Regions from separate parts of the Mus musculus genome. Here region 1 is linked to region 2. The links are chromatin contacts, called in public HiChIP or PLAC-seq maps. All regions are on one chromosome and are shown on one strand. The core of a region is the stretch at or near the end of the contact, and the rest is flanking DNA. Distances in the headings are between cores, read along the strand shown.

Region 1 (4,682 bases), core at 1,469-3,968, 79 kb after region 2:
TCCCATTGGGAACTAACATGAGTTGTTTTTTTGTACCTGTTCATTTGTGGGGTTTTATTTTTTTTAGATATATTTATTTATTATGTGTAAGTACACCATAGCTGTCTTCAAACACTCCAGAAGAGGGTGTCAGATCTTGTTGTTAAGGTTGGTTGTGAGCCACCATGTGGTTGCTGGGATTTGAACTCAGAACCTCTGGAAGAACAGTTGGTGCTCTTAACCACTGAGCCATCTCTCTAGCCCCCTTATTCGTGGTTTTGAGACATGGTCTTGTAGTGTAGTCCTGGCTGGCCTAGGACTCCCTCTGTAGACCAGGGCAGCCTTGAACTTGTGGCAGTAATTCTGCATTTGTTTCCCAAAGATGAGATAGCACACCTGGATGCATCATTTCTTTACTTTTTTTTTTTTTTTTTTTTTTTTGGTTTTTTGAGACAGGGTTTCTCTGTATAGCCCTGGCTGTCCTGGAAATCACTCTGTAGACCAGGCTGGCCTCGAACTCAGAAATCCGCCTGTCTCTTCCTCCCGAGTGCTGGGATTAAAGGGGTGCACCACCACACCCGGCTTATCTTTTGATTCTTTTTCCACAGAATTAAGTAAAAAATAGTAGTATGGTAACTCCTACCCAGGACCCTGATGGTTTGTTCTATAAACTGATATGAATGACACACGATAACTGTATTTCATATACCTTTTCAATGCTACACATAATTCTGAGACTGAAACAAATATCTCGGAGCTGAGACCTGAGTTGTAACGGGCTCTGCATGGGACTCTTTGTTGGTGAGTTACTGCGAGGCAGGTCTCTGACTCAGGAGTAACTGTGCCTCCTAGTCTTCGCTGTGGCCTTGGAGGATCCGAGCATCTGGTCTTAAGAGCTTTGCCTTTTCCATCTCTGAATGTCCCCAGCCCCACTGTGCGTTGTGCCGTCTGTGTCTCATTAATAGAGCTCTCATTAGGTGCATTTGTGTCCAGACTCGACAGCCATATGCTCATCTCAGATAGAGAACTGTCAGCCTTACGATGGCTCCCTGCCTTCAGCATCCCGAAGTCAGTCCCCTAAATGTTGGGGGAGTAAGGGGAGATAGAGCTGAAGAGCTGGTGGGATGTGTCTGCCAGATCCATCTCCACCCTCTTTTCCTGGAACACACCAGGGAAGCATTCTGCCCTGCGCTACAGCCTCAGCCCAAGAAATGGAAGTGTGTGATAACAAATCACTTTCTCTGTATATATGTACACTCACTACCACAGATAGCACTTGATCAATTGCTATAAGGTGGCATTAATACTCAGATAACCACAAAGGACTTTGAAACCCTGAGCTACTTTTTTTTTAAATAAAATAAAAAATTAAATTAAATTAAATTAAATAAAAAAAAAAAACCAGTGTCCTATACTGTAGCTCAGGCTAGCCTAGAACTCTTCTGGACTGGCCTGGGACTCGGGAGCCACCATGCCTTTTATTTATTTATTTATTTATTTATTTATTTATTTATTTATTTAAAGATAGTGTCTTGCAATGTTAGTCCTAGCTGGCCTGGGACTTGCTATGTAGACAAGGCTAACCTTGAACTGAACTCAGAGACCTGCCTGCTTTTTACCTCAGCCTCCTGCATGCTGAGATTAAAAATGTACACCACCATGTCCCTTTTACATTGTCCCCACCCCAGCCTCCCACGTGCTCTCACAGCAAGGCCGTGATCCCACGCTGGTCTCATTTGGACATTTTAACGTGGCTGGGAAGCTGTCTTGCCATGACTTACTGGGGGAAAAGCAGCCTAAGGCCATCCCTCCCTGCTTCCATGCACACAGAAGTGTCGTCCGTCTGTGGCAGGAGTAACCGCGGGAGACTGTTGTGTTTGAATGTCCCCGAGATTACTAGTTCTGGGTTTGCCGTCAGGGACCGCTCAGGCTTGCTACCTGATGTGTAATTCAGGCCCTTGACTTTCGTGACCGTTTTGGGCATGGGCTGCAGAAATGTCAAGCTATCCTCTTCTTCCTCGTGGTCTCTTTTCCTTCCATACTCTCTGCTGCTTTATGCCTAGTTGGACAATCTGAATAAAAGTAGTACCCTTGGAGAAGTGAGGACAGAAGATTCCCAAAAGACTGCTGCTGTCTTTTGGCTGTCCTTTTCGATCCAAGGCCCTGGGGACGTGGTAGTCCCAGCACAGTGTTGAGAGATACCGTGGTCTTCAGTGCAGCTAAAGCTCTAAAATAAGTCCATACCCCCTCACCTCCCAAAAAAGGTATTATCCAGCTCCCAGAAGGCTGAGGCAGGAGGATTGCTATAATTTTGAGGCCGGCCCAAGACACATACTAGGTACCAGGCCAGAAATCCTATCTTAGAAAAAAGAAGAAAGGACTGGGATTGTGGCCCAGGTGGTAGAATGCTTGCTTTGCAGGCAGGAAGCCCCATAGGTTTGCGCCCCATAAACCAGGTGGGCAGAGCGTCTGTAATCTCAGCAATCTTCGGGTGAAGCAGGAGGATCAGAGTTCAAAGTCATTGCTGGAGGTCAGCCTTGGTTGCTTGAGACTGACTCTGTTTCAATAAATGGATGGATGGATGGATGGATGGATGGATGGATGGATGGATGGATGGATGCAAGAACAGAAAAGGCCCTTTGAAATAAATAGGACATGCCTTGCACATGTCTCCTCCCCGGGGAGCTGAGGGGTGGGAGTGGAGAAGGGAGCTGTGCTTGCTCATGTCCTCCAAACGCCCCCTGTGGGAGCTGGATTCTCTAGTCTGCTTCTGAAGCAGCCAACAGACTTGATTAAGGAAGGTCTGCTCTACACAAAAGCCTTTTGTCAGTGTGGTTTAAAGCATTTGATTTTTTGTTTGTTTGGTTTGGAACCTCCATCCGTGTTTACTTTGTCTTACAGTGGCTTGAGTCCAGCCAATGACACCGGAGCCAAAAAGAAGAAAAAGAAACAAAAGAAGAAGAAAGAGAAAGGCAGCGACATGGAATCCACCCAGGACCAGCCCGTGAAGGTAACCTGGAGGCAGTTTTCTTAGGACTGAGGAGTTTCGAGGTATATGTGGAGAACAGCTTAAGTGGCTCATCTCCACTCTTATTATTTAAAGATGGGAGCCACCCAGCACTGTCTGTCCTCTGTGCCTTAGACTTTGTTGATGAAACTGTGCTCGGTACCTTAAAGAGGCCCGCAGGTTAGACCCGACTCCCCAGCACAGTACCCTCTGTTGCAGGTACATATGACATGCGTAAGTGCAGGGTCCCATGGAGTAGGAATGGGACAGTCCCCACTTCACGGAGCAGTGGCTCTTGGTCTTCTGGATCGTAAGTCTCTTGCAGCCAAGCCGATGACCAGAACTCAATCCCCTGGACTCACATGGTGGGGTCCTACACACACACAGAGAAGATAATAGTTAATTTAAAAGGCATTACAGAAGTGGTTCTCAAGCTGTGGCAAGCTAGGTATCCTACATATCATAAATTTATATTACAATTCATAACTGTAACAAAATTAGTTATGAAGTAGTAATGAGATAATTTTATGCTTGGGGTAATGGTTACCACAACATGAGGTCTGCATTAAAGGGTCACAGCATTAGGAAAGTAGAGAGCCACTCCACTACATCACAGCAGTACAGTCAAAGAAGAGCAAACCAGTCAAAATACTCGTCAGTTAACTGGTCAGGGGCTAGGTCGAGGCACTGGCGCACATACACAGTACATTGACAGCACAGTATGGCAGCAGTTTTATCTTCCTACCCAGGTCTAAGATGCTGGGAGTGCTGGGCTAAGGATCTAGCCTGGAGCCCCCTGCACACTACTGTTCTCTGTGTTGAGCTACGCCCCTGGGCTCCTCTAATGGATAGGTTTGAGGCTTCTTTTGTGTCTCGCTGTCTCACGTGTAGCCCTGGCTTACCTGGAACTTGCTCTGTAGACCAGACTGATCTGGAACTCACAGACATCCTCTTGCCTCTGCCTCCAGAGTACTGGGATTGAAGGTAGGTACCACTGTGCCTGACCTAAGGCATACTTTTGAAAGGACACTTCTAGGATAATAGGTAGTCAAGGTTTTTTTTTCTTTTTTGCTTTGTTTTATGTTTTGTTTCTGTGATCCTAGGGCTCGAACCCAGGATCATGTTCAAGACAAGTCCTCTGCCGCTCAGCTACATCTTTAGCCACCAGTTTTGCTTTGTGTGGGGGGAGGAGGCGCTTGTGCCACGGCCTGCCTGTAGAAGTTCAAGGACAGTTTTGGGCGTTAGTGCTACTTTTCCACTGTGTGGCTGTCCTGGAACTCACTCTGTAGACCAGGCTGGCCTCGAACTCAGAAATCCTCCTGCCTCTGCCTCCCGAGTGCTGGGATTAAAGGTGTGCACCACCACGCCTGGCAGGAAGTACCTTTTCTTGATAAGACATTTTGTCAGTTTCCAGTTTTACTTTTTTGGGGGAAAAAAAAATCTCTGCTTTTAGACCTTGCATGCAAAGAAGTGTGGGGTACTGTATATGTCTCAAAATTTCAGATTAAAACTACTCATAATGAGGGTCGTAGTTGAGGGTGTAGGGTTGATTATTTTTGTGGGTCTAGGTTTTTTGCTTGTATGTATGTCTGTGCACCACACATGTACGGGGTCTGTGGCGGGCAGAAGAGAGTATCAGATCCCCTGGAACCAGAGTCGTAAACACTTGAGAGCCGCCATGTGGGTGCTGGAAATC
Region 2 (4,349 bases), core at 1,318-3,817:
CAGGCTTCCCTTGGCCTAAACTCCAGGGTATAGTGGCTTTGAGAGACACAGAGGTAGAAAGACAAGGGCTGGCACCCTGCTTCCCTTGTCTCTAAGGATCTAGTGATCTAGTGATCTTGTTTTCCTGGTTCTTTTCTTATCTTGGATTTTAGTGCTCTATTAACAAACAAACAAACAAACAAACAAACAAACAAACAAACAAACAGCTCGACCTCAACCCACCTGCAAGAGAATTGTGCTGCATATAGTTCCTACCACCACCAGGAAGCCTTCAGGATTTAATTCCATCATCCCAGCCATCTGGTCTACCTCCATCATTCCATTCCATGTCAGGGATAAGTGAAGATGAGCCACTGTGATGTTAGTGGTGATGGTGATGCTGGTAACTGTGATACTGACAGTGATGAAAGATGTGAAGGTGATGTAGTAGCTCTCAAGTGGTCTGCATAGAGTAAGGAGAGAAATTAGAGATTGGCTGGTCATTATTGTCATTCACATCTTCAACCTGAGCTGTCATGGTACTCTCTCCATAGCCAAGAATGATCTGGAATTTACAATTCTCCTCCTTGTGCATCCTGAGTGCTCGGTTACAGGAATGGCCCATCACCCTTGCCTTTAGATGTTTCTGGGATTACCCTGGACTTGGTGTGGGCTAGACAAGCACCACCCCAGCTGAGCACATGCCTCGCCCCCACCCAGTTCTTAATAGTAGCTGAGATTCTTTTTTTCTTTTTTGGTTTTTCGAGACAGGGTTTCTCTGTGTAGCCCTGGCTGTCCTGGTTCACTTTGTAGACCAGGCTGGCCTCGAACTCAGAAATCCACCTGCCTCTGCCTCCCAAGTGCTGGGATTACAGGCATGTGCCACCACTGCCCGGCAAGATTTTTTTTTGAGTGTTATGCAATAAGCAAGTAACATGCCCAATACCTTATATATAGTAATTCATTTAATCTTCTCAACAACCCTATGAAGGAGATATTAGTATTTTACAGATATGTTACTGAGACATGGAGAGGTTAAGTATCTTATTCAAGGTCATGCACCTAGGGCTGGAGAGATGGCTCAGTGGTTAAGAGCACTGACTGCTCTTCTAAAGGTCCTGAGTTCAATTCCCAGCAACCACATGGTGGCTCACAACCATCTTAACAAGATCTGACTCCCTCTTCTGGGGTGTCTGAAGATAGCTACAGTGTACTTACATATAGTAAATGTGAATAAACCTTAAAAAAATTGGTTATACAACTAGCCCCAGCCCACATGCCCACTTCTGTTTTCCCTGTAGAGAATCCGTAGTAGGAGAGCAGACAGGTAAGTCGCAGAGCTGCCTGGAGACTGGAGAGGCCTCTACTGTCTTGGGATTTCCAGGCCAGAGCAATGTTATTTTTTCTCCCTAGGCACCAAGCCTCTAACTCTCAGCACTGAGAGGGAGGTGGAATAGTGGATCTGGGGAGGAAGTCTGGGTTCCACAGTAGAAGCAAGGCTGGCCTTTGGGAGCCAGCTCACCTCCGAGCTCCAGCCTGGGGCTCCCGCCCTCGGGAGCTCCATCTTGCTGCCTCCCTCCCTCCCAGGATCTCATTATATCCCTAAGAGAAACTGACAGCCCCAATATCTTACTTTGCAAATATAGTTTATTCCTTCAATAAAGCCGCCTGCGCAGGGGAATGTTTAAGCCCGGGTCTCCCCGGAGAGCCTCATTTGAATTTCTAAAGTCTTTAGTCGGTTCCTCCAATGGGGCAGCTGGGTAATGAAAACGCAGCAGCCGCTTAGAGGGGGATTCATTTCCTGTCTGGGTCTCTGCTGCTGAAGGAGTTAGACTGACCGGAGGGAGAACTGTTGTCTACTTGGAGGTCTTGGCCCGGGCCTGAGCACCCAGCCCACCGGGTGGAGGCCCTGGATCACGCCCACGCGGATGGGTCTCTGTATTCTGCTGGGGCTAAGGGGAGGTGTGGTGCAATCTCCAAGTCTCCTAGCCCAGGTCTTTCCTGGAAGGCTCAGCTCAGGGACTCTCAGCCCTTCAGCCCCTCCATTGGATCTCCCTGTTGGAGGGTCCCTCGATGGAGACTTCCCAGTGACGCCTCCACAGGGTCCCTATCCAGGGACCCTTTTCTCAGACCAGGATGCTGCCCCAGAGGCCAAGCCCACCAAATCCCTGGAGATGAGGAGTCCTCTCTGGCAGGGTCCCCTCACTCTAGAGCAGCCCCTATCCCAGGCCCCCTAGGAGTCTCTAATTAAAGGGCCGGCACGCCCCTCTGGGACTCATTAGGCCCGCTGTGCAGAGAACATTTAATCATTGCTCAGAGCATCGATTGGAAAATCAATTTCTTTGTCTCTTCGCACGAGGCGCGCTGGAGAAGTGGGGGGAGTGCTGACCTCCTTCTGCTGCCGTGTAAAGCGCTGCACATTTAATCAGGGAACAGAAATCAATTAGCCACTTACGAGGTTGGCTTTAGTTACCGAGTCGGCAAGGCCCGCGCCACAGCTCAGCCGCTGACAGTAGCGAATCTCCTCCTCTCGGCCCTGCTGCATGGCTCTGTCTCCCTCCCTGTATCTCTCTGGCTTCCTTCTTTCCCAGAGTGCTCTGGGTTCTCACCATCTTGGCAGATCCTCACAGAACTCCAAACAAGTCCCGAGAAGCCTTCCTAATGCCCAGTCTCCTCGGCCACCTTCTTGTTCTCAGCTCTAGACGTTTCAAGAAGTCACATCTTAGTTTTGATACCCGGATTCCATGATGTCAGGGAAGTACTTGTCAGACAGCGTGTCATATACCTCCGGCCCACTTTACCCAGACCATGAAAATAACGGCCTGCCTTTCTAGAGCGCTCTGGAAATCCAGTGAGATCATCTTTGGGAAGTACTTCTAAGTACTTGGAGCTCCATCCAAGAACTTTGAACTCACAACAGGGGGTCAGTATTTGCCCCACAACCTTCCAACCATAGCTCTTATTCCTTCAAAGACACGGATAGGTGGGTGAGGCCCCCCTTTCATCCTCTCCATTTCTCTACTCTCTTCTGGGGGTCACCTAGGAACCGATTCTGCTTCTGGCTGCTCCCTCACCTGCGAGTCTGCCCCCAACCCCCAGTTCCAGAGGTACAAGCATTCCAGAGATACCTCACGTACTCGAGTTACACACACCCAATTACACAGTTGTACACAGACTGCACGCCCCATTACACATAGTTTCACAGAGTTGTTCCTACATTAAAATCCCAGGCATCCAATGCCTACATGAAGTTATCCTTATCCCCCCACTCCTCCCCCTCCACTCCCCCCCCCCCACTAGCCTGGTGTCACATACCCAGGCTCACCTTGGTCTCACCACCACACAGTGTGGCTCACTGGTGGCGCAAGCACCCTCCCACACGCCGCGCATCTCCACGCGGGCTGGCGCACTCCCGTTCCATAATAATATTAGACATGCCATTTCTTTTGCGTGACAGTTCCAGTGGAAGCGCTCTGAGCTGTCACTCGGATGAAAAATAATGCATAGTCCTCCTCTTCCTTCCTTCCCTTTCCTTTCTTTCTTCCCTGTTTAATGAGCTCCTAAAAATATTCCTTACTGTCTCGCCGAGGATGTGGGCTAAGTGTGAGTCAGGTCTCTCTTCCCTCTCCCTGTCCCCTACTGCCATCCCCCCCTCCCCCAGCACCCCGAGTGATATGGAGGATGAAGGGTCACAGTGAGCAGCCAGCCCGTGCTTGGCTGAGCCCAGGTCAGGTGTTAGGGCTACCACCCAGGCCTTCTAAAGATCTCACACTTGATACCTGCCCTCCCGTGACTGTGACTGGCCCACCTGAACAAAAGATCAGAGGCAGGAGACATAGATGGGGGTGGATGGGGGCAAGCAGAAAGCCGATAGCCCCTCCCCTCCCCCCACACCAATTAGCTTTTGACCTGTTTGTCCAGACTAGCCCCATCCTCCATCCCTCTACCTCAGAAGGGAAACGCTTCCATAGAGGCACCATCCCTTCTCCACATCCTAATATTCCTGTCCCCTCCTCTCAGAACTCAGGGGACAGAGAAGAGGGGCAGTCAGGGCCTCTCTGAACACCCAGCATTTTCCAGCACTTTCCCTTGGCCTTACTGGAGAAGTCTCAACAGCCACGTTTTCCTTGATTCCATCCTTTAAAGCCCAGATCGACATCAGCTCTTCACTGAAAGCCCTCCCGAGTCACACAGATTTTTGATCCCCTATACAAGTCGGTATAGGTCGATGATGGGTTTGCTGAGGAACCATAGTTGTGTGTGATGGCCAAAGGACACCTTTTCTCTCTGAGGATCTTGCTACCCTGTTTGGTTCCTCTGTCATTCTCACCAGACACCAGGTCAAAGTTCTTGAAGCTGCAGGCTGGGAC

The links. HiChIP or PLAC-seq counts read pairs in DNA pulled down with a chosen protein or histone mark.
Region 1: an H3K27ac HiChIP or PLAC-seq map of embryonic stem cells shows a contact between it and region 2, with 6 read pairs. The contact joins the enhancer-like site here to the promoter of 2410004I01Rik in region 2. A contact is called at or near these places in 4 of 484 Hi-C or Micro-C datasets (ECoMG myeloid progenitors, bone marrow-derived macrophages and muscle stem cells) and 2 of 115 datasets of contacts at active chromatin or transcription factors (embryonic stem cells and epiblast stem cells).

What each region holds. Positions count from the first base shown.
Region 1 is chr11:103,040,288-103,044,969 of GRCm38.p6, forward strand. It overlaps Nmt1 (N-myristoyltransferase 1), which reads left to right. Exons shown (of 12, transcript NM_008707.4): 2 at 2,881-2,989. Among named protein-coding and RNA genes, the nearest start is that of Gm42090, 5.0 kb to the right of the region's middle. Within about 2 kb of position 2,719, at least 20 of the 459 cell types and tissues checked have an H3K27ac peak or open chromatin away from gene starts, as enhancers often do. A contact at or near this core is called in embryonic stem cells, where this site is marked.
Region 2 is chr11:102,961,587-102,965,935 of GRCm38.p6, forward strand. 2410004I01Rik (RIKEN cDNA 2410004I01 gene) reads right to left here and starts at 2,568. Exons shown (of 3, transcript NR_037963.1): 1 at 2,435-2,568; 2 at 223-442.